3 separate regions of the Mus musculus genome follow, and all the other regions are linked to region 1. A link is a contact called in public HiChIP or PLAC-seq data. All regions are on one chromosome and are shown on one strand. Each heading gives the region's core, a stretch centred on a gene start, on an enhancer-like site or on the middle of the called end of the contact. The rest is flanking DNA. Distances are from core to core; before and after follow the strand shown. Region 1 holds the start of Larp4 (La ribonucleoprotein domain family, member 4). Region 2 holds the start of Csrnp2 (cysteine-serine-rich nuclear protein 2). Region 3 holds the start of Nckap5l (NCK-associated protein 5-like).

What was found. HiChIP or PLAC-seq counts read pairs in DNA pulled down with a chosen protein or histone mark.
Region 2: an H3K4me3 HiChIP or PLAC-seq map of stem cell-derived neural progenitor cells shows a contact between it and region 1, with 6 times the contacts expected there. The contact joins the promoter of Csrnp2 here to the promoter of Larp4 in region 1. A contact is called at or near these places in 5 of 39 promoter capture datasets (the HPC-7 cell line, cranial neural crest, hematopoietic stem and progenitor cells and 2 more), 9 of 115 datasets of contacts at active chromatin or transcription factors (astrocytes, bone marrow-derived macrophages, cardiomyocytes and 5 more) and 1 of 9 other capture datasets (liver).
Region 3: a contact with region 1 is called in an H3K27ac HiChIP or PLAC-seq map of microglia, with 4 times the contacts expected there. The contact joins the promoter of Nckap5l here to the promoter of Larp4 in region 1. A contact is called at or near these places in 1 of 39 promoter capture datasets (the SN4741 cell line), 3 of 115 datasets of contacts at active chromatin or transcription factors (extraembryonic endoderm stem cells, microglia and stem cell-derived neural progenitor cells) and 1 of 9 other capture datasets (adipose tissue).

The regions. Positions count from the first base shown.
Region 1 is chr15:99,970,444-99,975,140 of GRCm38.p6, reverse strand. It overlaps Larp4 (La ribonucleoprotein domain family, member 4), which reads right to left and starts at 2,361. Exons shown (of 16, transcript NM_001024526.2): 1 at 2,158-2,361. The coding sequence starts at 2,175. 2310068J16Rik (RIKEN cDNA 2310068J16 gene) reads left to right here and starts at 1,854. Exons shown (of 1, transcript NR_028124.1): 1 at 1,854-2,974.
Region 2 is chr15:100,493,144-100,497,840 of GRCm38.p6, reverse strand. It overlaps Csrnp2 (cysteine-serine-rich nuclear protein 2), which reads left to right and starts at 2,602. Exons shown (of 5, transcript NM_153407.2): 1 at 2,602-2,807. It also overlaps a transcript of Tfcp2 not described here.
Region 3 is chr15:99,455,577-99,460,273 of GRCm38.p6, reverse strand. Nckap5l (NCK-associated protein 5-like) reads left to right here and starts at 2,526. Exons shown (of 13, transcript NM_001001884.1): 1 at 2,526-2,642.

The DNA.
Region 1 (4,697 bases), core at 1,112-3,611:
AGTAAATCAATTACCATTATCAAAATATTGTAAAATTGTTGATATGTTAGACAAATCAGGGTTTTTTGTTTTGGTTGGTTTTTCAAGACATGGTTTCTCTGTGTAGCCCTGGCTGTCCTGGAATTGGATCTGTTCACCAGGATGGCCTAACCAACCTGCCTCTGCCTCCCAAGTGCTGGAATTAAAGATGTGTACCACCCCCCCCCCTGAATTCTAACTGGTTTTAATATATTTCAAAACATTAATTTTCAATAAACTACATATGAGAAAATGATGAACTGAGTGACTAATGAGCATATTAACTAAATTTACATAGTAGTTTGGTGGAAAATACAATAATAATTCATTAGCAGAGCCAGGAGTAGAGGTGCACTCTGGGAGGTAAAGGCATATACTATGTCTAAACTTGGAAATATGCCTTTTATCCCAGGGCTCAGGAAGCAGAGGCAGTCAGATCTCTGGGTTTGAGGCCAGTCTGGTCTAAAGAGGAGTGCCAGGTAAGCCAGGGCTACAAAGAAAAAACCCTGTCTCCGGGGGTGGGGTGAACAATATTTGCACGGCATGGTAATTCCTAAAAAGGAAACTAAGCCCTGCTTACAATAAAACCTGATTTCTTGTCCTTTTCAAAACCAAGGTGAACTTAAATTAATAACAACAAAATAAACAGAAAGATTGAGTCCACTGTTCGAAATTTTTAGTGGACTGTTTCAAATATCCAAATGAATACATACTACTGACCTTCAGCATACATTAATTAAGCGTCTTTAACGCCTAATTTTTAGGATCCCAAACTTATCAACTGAAAGGTAGATCAGTAATGAGGGAAAATGAGTATAGAAGATATAAGCAGTTATTTGCTTAATATACAATACACGTGTTTGTGTGAAAATGTCCTTATGTAACACAATACCAAGTACAACGAATATACACAATGAAAAATAAGAATTGCTTATTTACTTTATGCCAGACTACCCTAAGATTCTCCCACCACCACTCTGAACACTCTTTGCCCCTAAGTTAGCCCCATCTTCCAAGTCCATTATACAACCTGTGATTCCGTCTCTCATGAAAAGATTCTTTTTATGGGCATAGTTAACAAATGCCAAGTTGCAAAGTTGCAGCTTTGCTGGATTGACGTTTTCACAATGTAAGAACAATATGATCTGGAATCTACTCAAAGCATTTGCCAGGCAGTCAGCTGATGCTCACTCAACACAACCGGGCAGAAACGAGAGAAATTAAACTTCATTATTTGTCTAAGACAGGTAATCACTACCTTGAAATCTCAAACAGGCGGACGGTAGACGGTCCAATAGAAACGGTATTTCCACCGATCCAACACCACCACAAAACCCCGGCTTCACCTAAGTTTCTCTCCTCCTTTGCAATTTTCCTTGTAACTGGCCCCGAACAGGTTCGCGGAATCAACCCGCACCACGCAGCCGCAGCCCGAGTAACTTTTACAAAAGGTCAGAGCGGTGCCTTTCAAGGCTTCCGACCCCTGTGGGGCTTCGCCGTTCGCACCAGCTCGCTTTCTCCCCCCGCACCCCCCTCGAACGTTCCAGAGCCGGCGGACGCAACCCAACAAAATTTTGGTGCAGCTTGGGGGGTCCGGAGGTGGGGGGAGCGGGCGAGCTTTCTACTCTCTTAAAAAAAAAAAAAAACAACAACAACACGCCCCTCCCCAGTTAGCGAGACAAAACCCCACCGCGCCCGCAGTTCCCCTTCTCCCGCGCTCCCACATGTTGCTCGCTCCGTCCCAGGCGGCCCCGCGAGGCCTCGCTCACCCCCAGCGCGCCCACCTGATCGCCCTTTCTCCGCAGGCTCCGCCCCCGCCGCCCGCCCGCCCGCTCGCCTCCTTCAGGAGCTCCATATGGGACACCCTCGGCTCCCTCGGCTCCTCACGCCACCTCAGCCCAGCCCCCGACGCGCCGCCTTCCCTTTCCCTGCCGCCGGGGGCCTCGACCCACACAGGCTCCTCGGGCCTGCGGAGGGCACAGCGGGGCTGCACGGCCTGCACGGCCCAGGTGCTGTGTCAGCCTCTCGTCGGGCTCCGCGGCGTGGACGGCCTGGAAAGTCACATGGCGGTGGGACCGGCCCGCGCCCCGAACACTCCGGCTCTTCTCAGAGCCCGACCGGGCGACCCGAGCCACTCACCTCAACGAAGAGCAACATGTCTGCTTCCGCTCGGCCCGATCGTTCACGCTGCCGCGACTCCAACTGGCTCCCAGGCCCGGGCCCCGGTCGGTAGGATAAGGACACTCGCCTTGCCCCTCCACCCGGCAGTGGACCCGGCTCCTCCCCCGCCGTCAGCCGCTGCGCCCTGACCCGCCCAGTCCCTCCTCCCGGGAAGCAACAACTGTTTCCGGTTCTGGAGGAAAACTGCTTCCGGGGGCGGAGGGCCTGCCCGCCCCTGTGCGTGCTTCGCTCCGGCAGGCTCGTCTGTGGCGGCGAAGGCGAAAGTGTGTGGTACGTGTCGCGTGTGGGTCGACGCCCGGGAGGCCGCGCCGGGCTGTGCAAAACGCTCACTAAAGCATTTGTACTTTCTACCAAAAAGCTGACACCGCACTGCTAACCCTTGCGCAGATTCGTGGTTAAAAACCTAGGTCCGATTAAAAAGCGACCGAGTGCACCCGCCCCTGCTGATGACGTACTGGCTCCTCCCGCCCCTCATTAGAAAAAAAAAAAAAAAAGCTGAAGAGGGAGCTAAGATACTCTTCAGCTACTCAGTGCTTGTACTTTACTAAGCATTTTGCATAAGTTAATCTTAAGACCCTATGAATGTATTGTTGGAGGAGTGCTGGAACAGTCAGATTCCTTTCGCTACAACTTTGATAAAACTTTAGCCCAAGCCCCTCGGAATCAGGTCTCATTAACATAATGATGCTCCGCTGTGATGCTTAATGCTCTACTAAAAATAATTAGCCTAGATCTCTTCTTTATTATGTTTTCATAGTCAAATAAAATAGTATACAAATATTTAATTATTTTTACTAGAGTTATTCTTCCTCTACCAGTCTCTATTGCTCCAGTTTCAAACACTTTTTTTTTTTTTAATTTAAAAAAACATGAGCCGGGCGTGGTGGCACACGCCTTTAATCCCAGTACTTGGGAGGCAGAGGCAAGCGGATTTCTGAATTCAAGGCCAGCATGGTCTACAGAGGGAGTTCCAGGACAGCCAGGGCTACACAGAGAAACTCTGTCTCAAAAAAAACAAAAAAATAAAAAATTTACATATATATATTTGTGTGTGTGTGTGTTTCCGTTTTTTTGAGACAGGGTTTCTGTGTAGACTAGGTTGTTCCCGGAACTCACTTTGTAGACCAGGCTGGCTTGAACTCACAGAGATCTACCTATCTGCCACCTGAATGCTGGAACAACACCTTAAAGTGATGTTTTCATTTCATCAACTCTTGCTTGTTTTCTTGTTTTTTTTTTTTTTTTTTTTCCCCACTTTGAGACAGGGTTTCTCTGTGTAGATCTTGGCTGTCCTAGAACTCACTTTGTGGACCTGGCTGGCCTAGAACTCAGAAATCCGCCTGCCTGTGCACCCCCACCCCCACCCCCACCGAGTGCTGAGATTAAAGGTGTGTGCCACCATGCCCAGCCCTCTTTATCTTTCTTAAAAATTTATTTTCATTCTATACATATGGCTCTTTGCCTGCAGGCATGTATATGCTCCCTCCTGCATGCCTGGGAACTGAACCTGAGTCCTCAACAAAAGCAACCAGTGCTCTTAACAAAAAAGGTTAGACCATCTCTGCAGGCCTAACCTTTCAATTCTTTCCTTTCTGTTTCTTTTGCTTACTTTCTCCCTTCCCCTCCCCACAAGTCTACCTCCCCATGACAACATCTTTCTGTGTATTCCTGGCTGTCCAGGAACTCACTTTGTAGACCAGGTTGACCTCAAGCTCAGAGATCCTCCTGCCTGTACCTGCTCAGTGATGGGATTAAGGTATGCACCACTACACCCAGCCCCAACTTTCTTTTTCTTAACCCATATAACCCCCTTTCCTTTGCCTCACAAGAGACTCACTTTCTTACATTGCCTCTGCTTCCCAAGTGCTGGGGTTAAAGGCATGCGCCACCACGACCAGCCATTACTATTATTTTTTTAATCTCAATCATTAAACTTAGTTGCAGAATGTTTGATCACACTGTGAACCCTGAGACTGTCATATCCTGGAAAAAACCTATTTCTAGCTATGGTGTAGCTCAGCCCTTAGCACACATCTCTAATCCCAAACAATGAAGGTAAAGTTAGCTTGAAGAAGGAAGCACCCATGTTTGAAAGTGATTTCTAATTGAGTGGCCAAGTGCCAAATCACAGAATAGGATCTGCCCAGTTCTTATGAGAACAGACAGGAAAGGGAAGCAACTTGAGGAAGCAGTGCAGAGAGAGGAAGGGGCAGTTTTTTACTGGGACAGTTGTACACAGACAGGTTGGAGAGAGAACAAACTAGACATAGGTGAAGACAGATCAAGCCAAAGAATGAGAAGGAGCCAGAATACTAGAACAAAGTTGCCGAAGTTGGTTTGAACCCAAGCAGAATAAATCAGTAAGAAACGGAGAAGCCAATCTGACATCAGTAAGCTTGGAGTGGAGTTTGAACCAGAAGAGCTGAGTTAACCAGACACCCTAAGCTCAGAAAGAACTAGGAAAGGGTGAGTTTATTCAGCAGCAAGTGTTACAGGTG
Region 2 (4,697 bases), core at 1,353-3,852, 520 kb before region 1:
CATCCCAACATGCAATGTCCCAGCAAACCATAACATAAAGTTCCTTAAAAACAGCTTTAAGCCGGGCAGTGGTGGCACATGCCTGTAATCCCAGCACTTGGGAGGTAGAGGCAGGCGTATTTCTGAGTTCGAGGCCAGCCTGGTCTACAAAGTGAGTTCCAGGACAGCCAGGGCTACACAGAGAAACCCTGTCTCGAAAAAAACAAAAAAACAAAAAACAAAAACAAAAAACAAAAACAAAAAAACCCAGCTTTAAGAAATGTGTTTTTTAAAAAGAGAATGTTTGCCCACATCAATGATTAAGAAGCCATTTAGCGGGACATGGTGGCACACAACTCTCCCCTTGCAATGCAAACATGTCACTCACTGCTAGGTGCTAACCAAGCTTTCTTTAAATGTACCTGACCTTTTGTTTGTTTGTTTATTTTGGGTCTCACTGTGTAGCTGTGGCTGGCTTCGAACTCACTGTGTAGACCAGATTGGTTTCCAATTGTCTGCCTCTGCAGGGATTAAAGGTATTGGCACCACTCCCAGCTAAGAGGTTTTGGGTTGTTTGCTTGGTGATGTTTTATTGAGACTGGGTTTTTCTGTGTAACCTTGGCTGTCCTGGAGCTCACTCTGTAGACCAGGCTGGCCTTGAACTCACCAAGATCCACCTGCCTCTGCCTCACAAGTGCTGCAATTAAAAGCATGACACCACACCAGGCTGGGTTGTTTGTTTTAAGATTTATTTTTCATTATTTTTGATTATGTGCATGTGTGTGTGTGTATGTGTGCACATGAGTGCCAGTGCCTGCCCAGACCAGAAGCAGGGATCCCCTGGAAGTGGAGTCACAGATGACTGTAAGCCACCATGTGGGTGCTCAGGAAGACAGGCTTCTTTAGAGTCAAGCATACATGGGTGCAAAGCGGGGTGACCTTCAGGCAGTGCAGCCTAAGGACCCCCGGGTTTCGTCGCGTCTCCTCTGAGCTTCAGCAGATAGATGATCGGTGCACGAAATCCTAAAGACACTTTTTCATGGTCTGCTGTTTCTCCCTTTGTGGTGTTGTCTCTGTTGTCACATAATGAAGAAAACTGGAATTCATAGCACTTTTTCAAAGCCGCTCAGTGTCTCAGCTCCAAAGGTGAGAGAACATTGTAGCCAGTCGCGCTGGCTTTATATTTTCCTGGTCATATGCAAAAATGTACTGGGATTTAGAACTTATGGCGCTTTTTTCATGAAAAGATTTGAATAGCACACACACACACACACACACACACACACACACCCTACATAAAGTTTAATCCTGTCGTGCATCCACCTAGCCAATAAATACTCACTGTGCTCCTAAATGTCAAATAACCAGATTTTAAAAACCTGGTATTGAGAATACAATAAATAAACAACTCTTCAATTCAAGTTCCATGGAATCCAGTCAAGACAGAAGACTAAAAAACAACAAATACAAGTGGTAGTGATGCCAAGGAAATAAAGAGACCAAAAGAAGCAGTTATTTCAAATCATGGCTCTCATTCCAGTACTTAAGAAGCTAAAGCAGGCTTTTAAAATGGGAGGCAGGCAGATCTTGGGGTTCAAGGCCAGCCTGGTCTACAGAGGGAGTTCCAGGACAGCCAACGCCACAGAGAAACCCTGTCTCAAATAAACAAATTCAAAACCATCTTGAGCTAAAAAGACCCTGTTCAAAACCAAACGGTGTGTGTGTGTGTGTGTGTGTGTGTGTGTGTGTATGTGTGTGTGTGTGTAATGTATTACCTCTCTAATATGAAGACCTGAATAGTTACTAACTGAACCAACGTATGGCTGGTTGGCATAAGATTGTAAAGGTAAGCCGGGCGTGGTGGCACACGCCTTTAATCCCAGCACTTGGGAGGCAGAGGCAGGCAGATTTCTGAGTTTGAGGCCAGCCTTGTCTACAAAGTGAGTTCCAGGACAGCCAGAGCTATAACTTTTTGGTCCATATTTTGCCCACTTTAAAGATGAACTGCAAAACTGTGATTATCAGAGACAATAATTAAAAAAAGAAAAGAAAAGAAAAATTTAAGAATGTGAAGAAATCAGCCCGTATAGTGGCGCACGCCGTTATCCAGCATTCAGGACGCAGAGGCAGGTGGATCTCTTCAGTTCGAGGCCAGCCTGGAATAGTGTGAGTTCCAGGGCAGCCAGAGCCATGTAGAGAGACCCCGTTTGGGGTGGGAAAAATGTTGAAATCGATCCATCATATAAATAGATAGGTCATTGCTCATAATTTCTCTTATAAATTAGGCCAGCTGCAGCAAGTCATATGGGACAACCCCGTGAGAATCACGTTCCCCAGGCATGGGGTGAGGTTCTGGTGCGAGGAAGTGTAGCCGAGGATCCGCAGCCTCCCGCTTCAAGGCGGGCAACTGCCCTACAGGCGCTCTCCGGGGTCCGCCGCGAATGTTCCAGGGTGGGCGAGGGCTTTTGGGCACTGGCCGCCTCCAACTCCCGGCATGCCTTGGGTGTGGGCCAAGTGTAGACTCCATTTCCCAGGCTGCCCCGGGCCTCGGCCGCGACGCGCCGGCGCCTATAAGAGGCAGAGCGCTGCAGCCGGAGCCTATTGTTAGCCGGAGCCGGGACGGTTCTGGTCTTCGCTGCCCGGGGAGCCAGAGTGCAGAGCCGCCCGACCCCCGCCGCCTGCCGGCCGGCCCACACACCCTGCAGCCCCGAGAGCCACGCGACGGGCCTGGGAGCCGGCACGCCTCGGTCTCCCCTCCTTGCACACGGGCTGAGTAGGCAGCGGGGGCGGCGGAGACCGTGACGGGAGAAGCGGCTGCGGCGGGGCCGGTAATGGGCCTGGGGTGCGGGGAGGAGGGGTCCGCCTCGTCCTTGCCTGGCAGCAGTTCTCGGGCAGCCGTGGAGCAGCGCTCCGGCGCCGAGCTGTGCGGACTAAGGAGGCGGGGGGCGGGGAGCCGAGGCGCCTCTGGGAAGAGGCGTGAGAGCTAGGGGCGCCGGGGACGCGGGTCGGGCTGCAGGCTAGCTCGAGGGATGGATGGGCGGCTTGGAAGCCGGCTGGATTGCGGCTGACGGCTGAGTTCGGAATGGAGTGGGCAGTGATGTAGGATGGAGGGAAGTGAAGGAAGGGGAGGGGGCCTGGAGGAAAATGTGGGAGGAGTGGTTGGGAATTTGTGAGTAGCAGGCAGGAGGATGTGGAAGGCTGTGGGGACTGCAGAAGATGGAAATGAGCGGGAAGGTTAGCGGGAATCCATGGGTTGAGAGCGGAAGGGTTCTTCAGCGGTGCTGAGGGGAACTGGTGACTTGGCATGTCCCTTCTGCTCTGATTCCCGATGTCTCCCATTTTTTCTGGCGTTGTGTGCAAAAATGAGAGCATCACTTGTCCCGGGTGCTAGCTTGATCCTTTTCGCAGGCCTAAACACGCAGCCGCCTGCCATCCATCCTTTGAGTGCTATGGTCTTGATTCACCCTTTTAGAAGGGTTGAGAGTGACAGTGTGACACAGAAACCATTCTTCAGTATGAAAGGTTAGAAGTTATCCCCAAGAGATGACACTGTTCCCCGTGTCCTCCAGTTTTCGTGGTTAGAACCCCAGCCGATTCACATTCTCCTTTTCTTTGGTGGCTTTAAATTTTACAGATATCCAAAACCAGGGTGTTGGTGTGTGGGAGAGTTATAAATGGCGATATCCTTCCGAGGAGAGTTAATGCGGCATCATGTTCCAGGTCTCTCACAAAGCTCTGTGTCTTCTAGGATGTGGCTTTAATGTAGGAAGCCGAATTCTAACCTAAACGGGGACAACCTGGGGAGTAGAGGAGGGAAGGGGCCTTCTTTAAATACCTAGCTTAAGGAGGAGGTTTACACCGAGTGTCTTCCCACTTCCACGATCTTGGGGATCGCAAGGACACGTAGAGCCATAAGATAGTATTTGCGAATCACCCACAGTATCTTAGAAAGGGGGAACAAGGTAGGGCATCGTACTCAAGTGTTACAGTGTTGCGGTATAACAGGAGCCTCGCTGCCCCAGAGTGTCTGGTAGTCTTCACAGTCCTATAAGAGGTTCCTTGACCTTTGGCAGAATATTGGGTTTGAGTTGGGTGGAAAGATTGTCCCCTGTGTTAGGGTTTTGGAGTCATTTAGGAAAAAGATTCACATTACCCAAGCTTTACAAGAATTCTCTGTGTCCAGAGTTTCCCCTGAACTGTGTTTGTTGTTGATGATTTTGGGGTCAGTGCTCCTCTGCATAGCACTGTCTGTCTTGGAATCCACTGTGTAGCCCTGGCTGGCCTGGAACTCACAGAGATTCACCTGACTCTGTCTCCTTAGTGCTGGGACTGGGCCTGCTTCGCCACACCCAATTTTTGCTATTCTTATATAAGTTGGGATTTGAGGTTTGAGCCCTTATCAGCCTGAAGAAAGCTTAGACTGAGTACTGAAATATGCATGCTGGTTTTATTTGGTGCTAGCCTAATGTCATCTATGTTCTGTAGCTGAGAACTATATATGACCCTTTGGGAATTGTCCAGCTGGAAACAGAAAACACTGTAAGGCATGTTGTCAGTCAGAATGTGTTATATGAAAAAGCTTTTGTATAAAGAGAGATTATTTGTTGTTGAGATGTTTATTTAGATAGCTAAGTATTCTGACTCTCGTTTCTAGCCTCACCCTGGTTATGTCTGTTTCAGTGCTTAGATATAAAACTTAATAAACTGGAGGGGTAGGA
Region 3 (4,697 bases), core at 1,277-3,776, 520 kb after region 1:
TTCTAGGGTCATCATCACTATATACGCAGTTATGCCACACCATCACACGGGTGTGTAAACAGCAGTCTACAGCCCCAGCCCCCAAGAAGTCTTAGCTCATCTTATTACAAACAAGGGAAGGATGTCATTAGTGATGCAGACTAAGAATGGAGAATAATCAATCTTGGGGCTTCAGACTTTTAATAAATTGATTAGTAAAACCGAGTCAAAACGTAGCAAGCCTCACCCAAGAAAATAACCGTGGAGCGCTGCTACAGCTTCACAGCTGAAGCCTGAAGCCTATCAAAATAGCAAGTGCTCCAGGGCCAGCCAGGAGGGCAAGGCCATGGACAAATGCTCTGTCTGTGCCTACTAAATAAGGGTGAGCACATGAAAGAGACAAAACAAAACATAAAACAAACACTCTAAGCCGGGCAATGGCGCGCACCTTCAATCCCAGCACTCAGGAGAGAGGCAAAGGCAGGTAGATCTCTGAGTTCGAGGCCAGCATGGTCTAGAGAGAATTCCAGTACACTCAGTCTCGATCAACCAACCAACCAAACAAACAAACAAAACAAAACAAAACAAAAACCCAACCAATCTAGATGTCATTTGCTTCCAAAAATTCAGTCACCTGCAAAACATTTAAAATAGTTAGAAATACCTGACGGACTTAAGATTTCCATCCCAAGACGCAAGAACCGCAGATACATCATTTGTGTTGGGCTTCAAAACCCTTTGAGGGGAGATTGTGTCTAATTATTGTTATCCCCCCGGGGTCAGCACATTAATCCCTATTCCGTAAATACGGGATGACTGGCCAAGGATTAATCAGTCCTGTAGTGTCCAAAGGCACCCTCAAAGAACATCAAGAAACAAGATGAAGAGGGAGTGGAAGGCTGTGGATTTGGCTCGGCACCAGAGTGCATGCTTGGTGTGTGCATGCATGCTCTAGGCCTGGTGGCACACCTGCGGTCCTGACACCCAGTACATGACACCTGTGTCCTGACACTGGGGGGCAGAGCGTTGGAAGTCTGCCTGAATTGCACAGCGAGACCGGAGGTGGTGGTGGTGGTGGTGGTTGTTGTTGTTGTTGTTGTTGTTGTTGTTGTTGTTGTTGTTCTTCTTCTTCTTCTTCTTCTTCTGTTGTTGTTGTTTAATCCAAAATGACTCCCTTATATAAATGCTCATTCTGTTTTCCAGATAAAACCTCTTGCATTGCCCCCCCCCCCCTACAAAAGAGGATTTGCTTGCTATCCCACTCTGGTAATTAGCTTCTTGCCAATCACTTGTCTTTATTCCTGCCTGGGTCCTACTCAAGTTCTCCATCTTTAGACTCCCACTCTAAAATGCCTTCTTCAGAGAGGACCCCTTAAATGCATCCCAGCCAACCTGACCACCCTACATTCTTGTAGGGCACCCGTTCTTTTACTGGACTAATTTTGCTTTAAGTCTCATTTGTACACCTAAGAGAGAAGCAATATTAATAAAATATACAAAGTGTCCAAAGATACCTCTGAATTCCCCTGTGTGCGCATCCAGGCCAGTTAATACAGTGCATATAGCTGAGGATTATAAGGTATCCACCGAAGGGCAAGGAAGTGTTTAAGGACCAAAATGGAGACAGAAGCTATAGGATCATGACAAGTTCAAGGTCAGCCAGGCCTATATCATGAGTTCCTGGCTAGCCAGAGTTAGAGATCCTGTCTCAACCAATCAGTAACAACAAACAGACCAAGGACAACCGTACTGAGCTCTTAAGTTGCAAAGGCCTGCAAGAGTTAGCTTGTTTCCTCCCGGTTAGTGAAGTGACTGGACTGTACTTTCTTCTTCCCTGACAGAAAGTAGCTAAAAACCAACCACAGTCTCTTTTTTCTGCACTACAGATCTACCTGCCTCTGCCTCACAAGTGCGAGGATTTCTCATGAGCAACCACGCCTGGGTCTGCCTTGCTTCTTAAACCAGCACTGCTTTCTACACATGTGCCTGTTCCTCGCTTCCAGTTTCCAGATTTCTGGGAGGTCCCCGACCTAGAGATGGAAAAGAGAGGCGGGTGCATTTCAGGCCAAGGAGACACTCAAGCCTCTTCCTGTAGATTTGCACCTAACACGTATGCAGCAAATTACAAACACGCTCTCAACCACATACACGTGCACGCCCAGACCCACGGAAGCAGACGCGCATGCCCGTGGGCCCGCGCAAACCTACTTAGTTTTCTCTGTTCTAAATGCCCCGGCTCCAGTCCCACTCGGCCGGGCCTGGCATCCCGATCCCCAGCACCAGGAGCACCGGGAGCACCGCGAAGGCTTTGCAGGTCAGCTCCGGCCTGAGGAAGAGTGTTTCTCCGCAGGGGGGAGGGGAGGGGAGGCCCTGCCCACTCGGGCGGAAGCGGCGCGCGCCGGCCGGGCAGACTTAGCTCTCGTCCTGGGAACATCTGGATAGAGCTGGGAGGGGCAGGCACCCAGGCTGAGCGTGGATTGGCTGAGCGGGAGGAGGGAGGCGGGGTCTGGGCGAGGGGCGGGGCTCATTGGCCCCTTTAAAGCCTTGACATCAAGAGGTGGCTCCGGTACCCCCCTTTTCCTGCACCCCCCTCGCCCTCCCGCCCCCGAGATGCGGCCATGGACCCTGTGGACCAAGCCAGTCGAGCTCAGCACCTGATTTCGGTAAGTTCAGGCCTGTTTGGCATTTAACGGGCTGAGAGGTGGGGGGCCGCACGCCCCGGGTGGGGGCCGCGGAGTGTGGAGTGAAAGGCTCTCGTGGCAGCTTTGGCTGGAAGGGGCAGCGAGCGAGGCTTCCGGCCCACACCTCGACGCCTGCCGGTCCCTCGCGCTGCACTCTCCCAGGAGGGGTCCTGTTGTGACTTTGTCCACCCCCCCACCCCACCCCCTCCCGCCCCCTGCGCCATCCTCGCGCACACTCGGTGGCCCCGGAAGGGAAACTTTCGGGAGTGGGGGGATGTTCCGGTGGCGGGTGTCCCTCCCTCTTTGAAAGCACTGACCTTGCCCCCACTGCGCATCCCACCCTCCCCGTATCCCACGGTCCCGGTAGCGTTTAGCGGTGCTGGGTTGCGGAGGGAGGGGGCTCTCCCCAAAGCGCAGGCGCAGACTGCAGCCCGGGGCACCCCTTCGCACTCCTTCCAGTCCCTGTGGCCCGGGGCTGTAGGGCGTGGGGGAGGCGGGGAAAGGCGGAGTGACCGGGTCTTGGGAACCACCCTGCTGAGGCTCTGAGGGGCTGTGGGAAGAAGGGAACCCGACAACCTGCATGCTGAATAGAGGCTGAGCGAAGGAGATGGGTTGGGCTGGAGTAAGGGACAGGGCAGCCCCGACTGAAAAGGTTTCTGGGTTTGGGCTGGGGTGCTGAAAAGAATGCAGAGAATTTATTTGTGCCTGACATTCCCTTGGTTTAGCAGGCCCAGGAGAGCGGCAGTTGGGACCCCAACTCCCTCTTTTTATATCCTGGGCGGAAGGCCCCTCTTGTCTCTCTAGCCTTGGCGCTGTCCCAAGGGCACAGAAGGCCTTCATCTCCTAAGCCTGGTTTTCCAGAGGGCTCACATGAACCCACCCAGCCTGCCCAACAGCTGCTTTTTAAAGACCGCCTTCCTCAGGAGCTGGAGGTTTTAGGCTTGAAGGCTTCCTTAGGTTTGGAGGCAATCTTTGATTTCCCTCTCCGCCAACTCTCCCGTTCTCCAGTGGGCCCTCCTGCTTAAACACAATTGTCAGCCAGAGGAAGTGGTTGGAGACAGAGGCCGGCAATCAGGACTGGTTTGAGGAACCATGGGGAAGGAGTCTCTCACTATTGTGTGCTCAGGCCTCTGAGGGGAAGTGAGCATTGTACAATTGCTTTGTTGTAGACCCTCTTCAATCTTACAGGACCCCCCCCCCTCCCAATCTGGCCTGAAAACCTGGCTCTCAGATTTTTAAAACCCATCCCTAGTGTGTGAGCAGAGTTCCTTGTATTCCCACATAGATTGTTTGGTTTTGTTTCCAGCACCTGTGGTCTACCTAAGGTGTCTTTGGCTGTACAGTATTCTCCAGCTCTAGCCTTTGGAAGAGTCGGGCTTCAGAGAAGGGATGCACTCCACCACATGGCAGAGAATATTCGTGTATGTGCACTGAGTTGCTGTCAGGATGGCCAGAGTCAAGAGCCCTGGGCCCTGGTCTTGCAGCCTGCGCTGTGACCTTGAGCAAGATGGTTTGCTTCTATTGAGCATAGTTTCCTTCATCTTCAGAGCTCAGCAGTAGGACCAGAAAGATCTAAACCTCCCATACACACACACACATACACACACACACACACACACACACACACACACACACAAACATGCACAGAGGTGGTGACTCGAGGGGTGAGGGGTGAAGGGTCCTCCAGCAGGCTGGCTCTGTTAAGAGAGCTAAACTGCTGGGCTACAGTTTATTAGGGTTAGCATTTTGGATTGAGAAAAACAGAACTTTGTTCCGCCCGTGAATAGGCCTTTTCTGCTCACCCCGGTGCCTTGGGGTATGAACTCCTGCTGGCTCAGGTTCGGCCCACCCATCAAGGTGAGACATCATGACTGGGCCAGTCTTTGAGTTGGGTCTTTGGGGAGGGTTTGAGAGAGGAGGAGGCAGCCAAGGGCCAGCAGGGTAGGCAGATTCCCAGCAGACAGTTTGCATCTCAGCTGTTGGGACTTGTTTTAGGATCCAAGCCAGGGAGGCCAGCACATTCATCCACCCTCTTGT